Linked DNA regions of Mus musculus: region 1 is linked to region 2. The links are chromatin contacts, called in public promoter capture Hi-C maps. All regions are on one chromosome and are shown on one strand. Each heading gives the region's core, a stretch centred on a gene start, on an enhancer-like site or on the middle of the called end of the contact. The rest is flanking DNA. Distances are from core to core; before and after follow the strand shown. Region 1 holds the start of Brf2 (BRF2, RNA polymerase III transcription initiation factor 50kDa subunit). Region 2 holds the start of Golga7 (golgi autoantigen, golgin subfamily a, 7).

Region 1 (4,700 bases), core at 1,815-4,314, 3.9 Mb after region 2:
CAGCTCAGCAGTACTATGCCAAGGCTGGCTAACAGGCTTTTTTTTTTTTCTTTTTTTGTAATTATCACACTCCTATGATGGAAAAGGGATTTGAAATTACAACGTTTTGGAACAGTATAAACAGTATTAACATGTATAAATTGCATTAGTAGTAAGCACAAAACAGGAAAGACCCTCCCATCCTTTGAGACAGGCTCTGGGTGAAAGATGCCCGGGATCCAGCCCAGCCCGGTGTTCCTCCTAGACCAGTACCTGCTGCAGTAAGACTTCACCAAGTCTGCCAGGCACAGGGAGGGCACATCCAGCCCCAGGAGCTTTACCATCTGCATGTAGGTGCCAGAAAACAAGTCCAGATCGGCATAGAGCAGTGTGCAGATGGTTCCCATGGTGAGGGGCCAGTTATGTTGCCGACAGGTGATTAAAACACAGCATCCGACTAACACTTCCTTCTTCTGCAGCCTGGCAGCTCGGATCCCAGACAGCTGATATGCCTTCTGGTAGTAGGAGATTGCTGTATCCTCAAACGTTAGCGGCAGCTTCAGAATCCGACACAGGTCTCTTACTCGACGGAGATCTAGGAAAACATGCAGGAAGCAGAGAGGTCAAAGAGAGTAGTGTACAACTGCTAGCAAGTTCTGCTAGGGCTTAATTGACTTCTGTTAAACTTGCCATATATACCAGATGCACAAATAATATGCCCTTCTGTGCTAACAGGACACCTGATATGGCGTGTGTTTTGTGGAGCTGGAGTTACATGAGATCCTCAACCATGCTGGGCACACCTTTTAATCACCGAGCTACATTCTTAGCCCTTTAGAACCATGGTCCTTCCAATGGTGCACAACACTTGTAGAAAGGTCACATTCAATCCACCACCTTCGTATTTTAACTTATGGACAAGGCAAAATGTCTTTTCTTTTCTTTCTTTTTTTTTTTCCTTTTTTTTTTCTTTTTGGTGCTGGGGATTGAACCTCAAGCCTTACACATGATAGGTACATATTCTATCACCGACCTACCCCTAGCTCCAAAGCCATGCTTTTACTCAGGCTCTCTGTGCAGACCCAAACCTTCCTCTACCTCTATGCCTTTTAGTTTTTAATACACACTCAGTATGTAGGCTGGGCTGACCTCAAACTCTATCCTCCTGCCTCAACCCCAGAGTGCCGAGATTGTAGGCACACGCCACATTAACAACTGTTCTCTCGCAGCCTGCCTGACGCCAGTAACACTGAAAACAAGGACACACAGACAGACTAGGTCATCAAAACAACCATCTCAGTCGGGTGTTGGTGGCGCACGCCTTTAATCTCAGCACTTGGGAGGCAGAGGCAGGAGGATTTCTGAGTTCAAGGCAGGCCTGGTCTACAGAGGGAGTTCCAAGACAGCCAGGGCTACACAGAGAAACCCTGTCTTGAAAAACAAAAACAAAACAAAAAAGTCTTTAAGGCCACGGTGTCATAAAAGGTTGATGCTCCGGAATGGGTGGGTAGGGGAGTTGAGGGGAGGGTATGGGGGACTTTTGGGATAGCATTAGAAATGTAATTGAGGAAAATACGTAATAAAAAAATATATTTAAAAAAGAAAAGAAAAGAAAAAAAAAGGTTGATGCTCTGGGCTGGAGAGATGGCTCAGCAGTTAAAAGGCACTATTGCTCTTGTAGACGACCTGGGGTTTGCTTCCCAGCATCCACAGGGCTGCTCACGACCATCTATAACTGCAATTCCAGATGATCCAACCCCCTCTTCTAACTCCATGGGCACCAGGCATGCACATGCTGCACACACACACATACATGCAGTAAGAACACCCATACACATAATATCAAAACATTAAACAGTGACATAAATAAAAGCAAAGCTGAAATTTAAGGGGGAAAAAAGTTTGATTCTCACCTCGTTGCTGGCAGCGACTAACTTGTTCGTTTTCCCCAGTGCTTCGAGAATATGTCACTTCTGTAAAATAGCAAACAACAAATTACCCAGCTGGCCTTCGTTCACCTCCTCCTTGCCCTCTGACTGCATAAGGCCAGGGAGATTTCAAATGACTGTGTATCTACTTCTACCTCAGAGAAGATACCCATCTATGTAAAAGTAATAGGACAGAACTGTATTTTTAAAAGCTGCACTGGCAATTCTGATTTTCCAATAATTTCTCTGATACATTCACTTTTGAGGGCTGCATTAGCCAAGGGCTAGAGCAGTGGTTCTCAACCTTCCTAATGCTGCCACCCTTTAATACAGTTCCTCACGTTGTGGTGACCCCCAACCTTAACATTATTTTCGTTGCTACTTCATAACTGTAATTTTGTAATGGTTACACGAAGATTGCATTAGCTACAGAAAAAAAAGAGAATTATGAATTGCATTATGAATCATAATGTAAACCGCCTATATGCAGGATGGTCTTAGGGGACTCCTGTGAAAGATTCTGTGGACACCACGGCGGTCACCACCCACCGGTTGAGAACCGCTGTACTAGAGCAATGGCGTGGAACGCAGAGGAGAGCAAGTTGCCAATTAGTGCTAAAACCTGCTAGGAGATGATGGTTCGTGTTGTTATTTTCAAATAATTTACCGGCACTCCTTCAACACTGACTAGGTCTGACAAGACGAATGAAACCTTTATCGTTTCGTTCATTCACCAACCAATATACCCACCCAATGCCAGACACCGTTGTAGGTACTGGGAAATCAGATGGATCGCACCCTCCTCCAGCTCATCTGTTTACTTAAGCCCAATTCTCTCACATTTAACTGTGCGCATGGCCAAGAAAGGGAGGAGGCTGGAAAGAGGGAGCTGGGTTTAAGGACTCCACCGCCCAAGGCTGGCGATCCCCGGGTTCAAGACCAGTACCCCTGAAGTTGCCCTCGTCGCTAAAGGTGGTAGTTAGGACCCCTTCGGTGACCACGCAGCCGCAGTCGGAGCACACCAGCTGGCTCTGAGAATAATGCGAATCTTCCACGAGCTCGGAGGAGCCGCAATCCGGGCAGCGGCTTCCGTTCGGCATCTCGTCGGTCGGTCCAGGGCTGCGGTACCGCCGTCAGGCACAAACTCCCAGAGAACTTGTAACTGGGCAGCGGCAATAAAGTGGAGGGGCGCTTATTCCGGATGCACCATCCTCCTCCGGCCAGCTGGCCAATCGGCTGGCAGTTTGCTCCTCCCCTCGGCAGTACGCCACTTCCGATCCCTTCTGTGGACTCGGGTAGAAACCTGAGTTAGAAAGGGAGGTTCCTGGATTTAACTGTTTCTCAGGCTCTCTGGGTTTTTGTGGTTAGGCCACGTGGGGAGTTGACACAAACCACAGATGTGGAATTGTTGTCTGCAAAACACTATTTTTTAAAATATATTATCCAATTTATAATTTATTTTTTAGCCTATCATGCTTATGTAGCCCAGGCTGACCTAAAATACTGATCCTCCTGCCTCTGCCTACTACATGCTGGGATTACAGGCTTGTATTACCATGCCTGATTTAACTCCCTTCAAAAAAGTGGAACCAGTTTTTTCCTTTCTATGTAGTAAGGAACGTTAAGTTTGACCGTAGTAGAAAATAGATCACTCTGCAGTGAGAGAGCAGTAAATTGTGTTGTACTCTACGGACCTCCCCACACTAAGTTGCCGTCTCTCTTTCAAAGTCTCTCTTGTTGTTGTTGTTTTCCAACATATTTCTTTAATCCTAGCATTTAGGAGGTAGAGATTGAGCCAAGCCTGGTGTACATAATGAGTTCAGTCCAGTCAGAGCAACTTAATAAGAACATGTCTCTAAATAAATACAATAAGATGAACTAAAATCTTGAGTGGTAGATTTAAATATCTTCAGAGAATAGCATGAAAAACCATAGTTCTCTCCTCAAAGAGGATGTACAAGAGTTTATGCTAGAGCCAAAAAGGAGGACTTGAGCCCAGGAACAGATAGATACAAGTTTCTCCAAATAACACATAGAACTGTTAAGTGGTTACATGAAGATTGCATTAGATTTAGAACAAAGAGAGCCATATATCATACGATAGGGACCACTGGTAATAACATTACAGAATATGGGGAAACCCTTTCCATGGGTTTCAGATGCTATCTTCTGAATTGATGGAGGCTAGGAGTTGGTAAGAATGCATTTTAAATTGTCGGATTTTATTGTTGGTTTGATTTGGGTGTTTTGTTTTGTTTTGTACTTTAAGACAAGAGTCACTGTATATCTCTGGCTGTCTTGGAACTCATTATATATACCAGGATAGTCTTAAACTCACAGAAATCTGCCTCTCTCTACCTTCTGAGTGCTAGGATTAAAGACATTTGCTACTACATCTGGCCTTCAAACACACACATACACACACACACACACACACACACACCTCCTCTCTCCCCTTCAACTTTTGGCAAACTGGAAGCTACAGGCCGACTCAGACATGTTTAAAACCTTGAACTTTGAGCTATCCACGTGGCACGTGCCTTTAATTCTGACACTCAGAAGGCAGAGGCAGGCAGGTTTCTTTGAGTCCAAGGGCAATTTGATGTACAGAGTGAGTGCCTGGCCAGCTAGGGCTAGCTAGACCCTCTCTTAATTTTTTTTTAAGAGAGAAAAGGGGAAAACAATCTTGTATTGAACTTTAATATAACTCGCCTGTTGCCCCAGCACTTGGAAAGTAAAGGCAGGAAATCAAGAGTTAAAAGCAAGGGGCTGGAGAGATGCCTCAGGGGTTAA
Region 2 (5,205 bases), core at 1,034-3,533:
TACCCATAAAAGCCTCCCCAAGTGGTTTACGTAAGTGTTTAACTCAACAGTAAGAGAGTCAAAGGCACATAGCACACACACACCACTACCCATTCTGCGGTTTAGCAAGTCAATCAAGTACCAATTTGGACGGCAGAGTTCAGCAGCATCAATTTCCTGTAAAGGTGTGTGTGACTACATGGGGGTTTTAAACCTAAGATTATTAAGGAAAGGTTCTACCATCCACAATGAAAGGCGAATGCCTGATGTCGCATATACGTGCCTGGCTCAATAAAGAGAGAAGTCTGACTTATAAACCAACAGAGGCCTTTAAATGGCATGTCACAAACAAGTCAATCAAAACCTGTTATCCTCTCCCTCCTCACTCTCCCTGAGACAAGAGTTTTGCAATGCAGTCCATACTGGCTTAGGACTCAGGATCCTCCTGCCTCTGGCACCTGGGCGCCAGGTTACAGGTGTCCATGACCACACACTGTTTACACAGTATCTTTTCAAAGCTTGCTTCATCTTTAATTTGCAGTTCAAGAAGGGCAACTGTGCCACTAACTTGCCAACAGCCATAAATCCCACTTAAGGAGAAGGTAATGAAATAAAGAATTTTCTAGCCTAACAATCAGTCAGTACTGGGATTGAAACCAGAGCCCCACACATCCTAGACAAGTGGTCTACCATTGAATTATCTCAGGATCACCACCTTTTCCAAGCTATTTCAGAGCATGGTCTTTTCAAACTGCCTAGGCTGGCCTGGAACATGCAGTCTTCCAGCCTTAGATTTCCTAGTAGCTGGTAGTTGGCCTGAGTAAGTATGTAGTGCTGGGGATAGATCCCTGGGCCTTCAACCTGGAAAAAACAGGCTCTGTGCACTAAGCCACACACCCAGCCTACAAACCACCCCTCTGATTTTAAATGGCTGGCACACATTTCTCTAGTACACACTCATCTCCACCTACCTAGTCCACAAGCAGCATTTCTTAGCCCCACACCCACACCATGCTTAATTACCCTCCAAGTTCCTCATCCTTCAGAAACTGATTTATGAACAGGAAATAGAATCTGAGTAATATCGCTGAAGAACAAAAGGAGGATCACATTGGGTAGACGAGTAGATTTTTTTTGTTTTTTTTTTGGTGTGGTTAAATCTGAAGGAATGGTACACAAATCTCATCTTTGTTTACAAGGTTGCCCAAAGGACCTCTGCCCCATGACCGTTTTGATATGCAAGGCAAACAGGAAGTTCCCAGTGATAATGACTGGGAGTCAGGGTTGGTTCAGCTACAAGTTCCTTTGCCGTTCCTGCCCGGGACCGTGTACGTTTTTCAGGTTCCAAGAAGGCCTGTCTGGACTGCCGAGCACATCCCTAATAAACCCTTTCAGCTGAACAGTATGACCAGCACAGTGACCACAGATACCAGTCATGACTATGACGCTGTCTTTCGCGTGTCTGAGGCAGTAGGATATAGGTTACCACAGGAGGTATGAGGTGGCCTGGAGTTCCAGGAATTAGCACCTCATCAAGATGTCAATAACTGAGTGAGTGTGTGTGTGTGTGTGAGCTTCAACCAGGTGTCAAGTACCGTGTGTGTGTGTGTGTGTGTGTGTGTGTGTGTGTCGGCATCCTGTTAAGGACACTCTTGGGTGGACTGCGGGCCAGCATCCTAAAAGTTCTATATGATCACTGTACTCTGAGCATTAGCCTTAGTGGTCTTTCTCCAAATACTAGACCGTACCTCCTTCGTATATCTTTTCCCATGAATCCTGACGTCTCATGCTCTCCCGAACCGTGAGACACTCCCTCCCGCTCCAGGGACTCTCCCCTCCCCAGGGCCAGGGGCAGGGCCAGGAGCAGGGCCAGGAGCAGGGGAAGCCGGGCTGCATACCCTGTTCTCCAGCTCCGCGGGGAACTTGGTCTGGAACTGGCAGCGCGTGCCGCTGCTGTAGTCTCGCTGAATGAACACCTTCCCGGACACCGGTGCCTGCTGCGGCCTCATGGCGAGGACAGGACCCGCCGCTCTGCGAGTTCGGGCAAGACACGGGGTCAGATGGCCGGCCTAGAGCCGGCTCTCCGGCCCGCCAGCCCTTCGGAGCCACCCACCGCCCAAAGACGCCCCAGGCCTCCCCCCTCGCCGATCCCCTTCACTCATGGCTGTAGCCGAGGGACTCCAAGCTACCCAAGCCCAGGACCCGCGCCCCCCCACATCCTGGTTCGGCCCTGGAAACACAAACCCGCCTCCTCGGCCCTCCAGCAGCTGTCGCGCCACCTCCGTCGCCGCTTACGTCCTGTCGCAAAAAAACCTAGCCTCTCCCGAACACCTTCTGTGCCGCACGTTGACACCCCGCCCCCTCCGGCCGTAAAGCGACGCCTCCGCGGCTGCGCGTTGCGGTGAGGTGCGCGGTGGCTGGGAGAGAAGTCTTCCTAGTGTAGGCGAATGAAACCCTTCCGGGCGGAAGAAGATGATGATGATGAGGTGGACGTGATCGGTGGATCCGGGAGTTCCGGGAAAGACGCCGGGGTTAGAGACTCGGAATTCCCTGTTGGTTGTGGTGAAGTGGTTTGTGGGCACAGGAATAGTTCCCTTCTTGATTAAGCGTTCCAGCTTTCACGTGGGCTAACCCACCTCGCTCCACAAAAACAACCGTCACTCTCCAATTCCAACAGACACAGATATTTACAACTACAAAGCGCACTACTGGGGATGCATTTGGCCCCTGGAACCCTCTTGAACGAGAGTGAGGAGATGGTATTCCTGTTCTGCATTATCCTGCATCCCTTCTCCAATTCTTCTTGAGGTGTTGGTTTTTTTCGTCCCAGAGACATGTACACCAGCTATACCCGCTTAGGTGACCCGACTGGACCAACAACAGTTCTCTCTCATTGGTCCCCACTTTACTGACTGTATCTTTGCAAGACATCCAGGAAAATCCCTATGCACGTCTGGTGGTGGCGATGTTCTAGTACAACTTTTTAGTATACTGATAATTGATTAGATACTTGATCAGTTGTCACGATAATTGATTTCTCTTTTGGGGTTTTAAAAATAGCATTAAAAAAATTTCCAGCATAGGGCGGGGGACAGGGCAGAGGTCGTCCACTCCCTGGTGATCTCTGAGTTCAAGCCCACCCCAGTTTACCTAAATAGTACCAGGCCAGCCAGATCGTCATGGTGAGACCCTGTCTCAAAAATGAATAGCTTTATCCCAATAAAGGGTGTATAGTAAACCCACTCATTTAACGTGGACATAATTTGTTAACTTCTACCACGTCCATGCCCTTAAACCATCAGTACAATCAAGATAATAAACACCACCTCTAAAAACTTCCTTACTCTTTACAGTCATACCTTTCAGCCATTCAGCAGACCCCCTTTGCCCAGTACTAACCTTTCTGTCACTAGAAACAAACTTGTGTTTTCTTAACTTTCACTTAAATTGAATCAGAGTTTTTCGTCTCCTTCTTATTGTATAGATTCTACTGAGATTCCTCTGTTGTGCCATACGTAATTTCATTTCTGTGACTTTCCCCATTTATTCATTCACGTACTGCCTCAGGGTTTCCATTGCTGTGAAGGGAAACCATGACCAAGACAGTTTTTTATTTGTTTGTTTGTTTGGTTTTTTGAGACAGGGTTTCTCTGTATAGCCCTGGCTGTCCTGGAACTCACTTTGTAGACCAGGCTGGCCTCGAACTTAGAAATCCGCCTGCTTCTGCCTCCTGAGTGATGGGATTAAAGGCGTGTGCCACCACCGCGCGGCTACAAGGCAGTTCTTATTAAGGGTAACATTAAATTGGGGTTGGCTTACTGGTTCTGAGGTTCAGTCCATTATCATCATGGTGGGAAGCATGGCAGCTTCCAGAAAGGGATGGTGCTGGAGAAAGAACTGAAAGTTCCAAAGGCAAACAGGACAAGACAAGCTTCCAGGTAGCTAGGAGAAGGGTCTTAAAGACCAACCCCAAAGTAACACAGTTCCTCTAAGATAGCCACACCCATTCCAGTAAGGCCACACCTCCAAATAGTGCCAATCCCTGGATCAAGTATACTGAAACCAGCACATTAGTTGATAGACAGGAAATTTCCAGTTTTAGAATTGCAAATAAAGCTTCTATAGAATTAGCCTACAAGTCTGTGTATGTTTTTTTAAAAAGAGGTTGAGATTTCAATTTATTTTTATTGGTGAATCCTGTAAAGGCATTTTTCCCTTTTTAATTTTATAAACTTTATTATTAACAGGCTTGCAAATAAATAAAGACAACACACACCAAAATTAGCCAGACCCCAAATCTATACAAATGAACTTCTATCCAGTTAGAAGTGACACCCAGAACAGAAGCTGTGGAGCTTCACAGTACGTTTTACACTTTTAGTATCTAATGTATCTTATGCACTTATTCATTACACAAAACAATAACAACAAAAACTAATTGTGATGGTTTGTATATTCTTGGACCAGGGAGTGGCACCTTTTGGAGGTGTCGCCTTGTTCGAATAGGTGTGGCCTGGTTGGAATGGGTGTGTCACTGTGGGTGTGGGCTTAAGATCCTCACCCTAGTTGCCTGGAAGTCAGTCTTCCACTAGCAGCCTTTGGATGAAGACATAGAACTCTCAGCTCTGCCTGCGCCATGCCTGCCTGGATGCTGCCATGTTCCCACCTTGATGATAATGGACTGAACCTCTGAACCTGTAAGCCAGCCCCAATTAAATGTTGTTCTTTATAAGACTTGCCTTGGTCATGGCGTCTGTTCACAGCAGTAAAACCCTAACTAAGACACTAATCATCATCATCTTCTTCTTCTTCTTCTTCTTCTTCTTCTTCTTCTTCTTCTTCTTCTTCTTCTTCTTCTTCTTCTTCTTCTTCTTCTTCTTCTCCTTCATCCTTGGTAGACTTAGGATAGATTCATTTTTCACAGTACCTTGACTTGGTTTGCAAAACACTTCAGTTAAAGCAACTAATTCTGTCTCTGGAACTACTAAAGGGTCACAGCATCAGGGAGGTTGAGAACCAAGGTTAAGAAAATGTCTCCATAAGACTCAGCTCCAGGGCATTTTTTCAATCAGTGATCAATGGCGAGGGCCCAACCCATAGTGGTTGGTGCTATCCTGGGCTGATGGTCCTGGGTTCTATAAGGAAGCAGATTGAGCAAGACATGATGAACAAGCCAATAAGCAGCACCCCTCCATGGCCTCTGCTTTAGCTCCTGTTCCAGATTTC

The links. Promoter capture Hi-C pulls out the DNA fragments that hold promoters and counts their contacts.
Region 1: a contact with region 2 is called in a promoter capture Hi-C map of pre-B cells. The contact joins the promoter of Brf2 here to the promoter of Golga7 in region 2. A contact is called at or near these places in 1 of 39 promoter capture datasets (pre-B cells) and 1 of 484 Hi-C or Micro-C datasets (CD4 T cells).

What each region holds. Positions count from the first base shown.
Region 1 is chr8:27,125,568-27,130,267 of GRCm38.p6, forward strand. It overlaps Brf2 (BRF2, RNA polymerase III transcription initiation factor 50kDa subunit), which reads right to left and starts at 3,065. Exons shown (of 4, transcript NM_025686.2): 1 at 2,854-3,065; 2 at 1,893-1,952; 3 at 253-574. The coding sequence starts at 3,007.
Region 2 is chr8:23,254,797-23,260,001 of GRCm38.p6, forward strand. It overlaps Golga7 (golgi autoantigen, golgin subfamily a, 7), which reads right to left and starts at 2,284. Exons shown (of 5, transcript NM_020585.2): 1 at 1,878-2,284. The coding sequence starts at 1,988.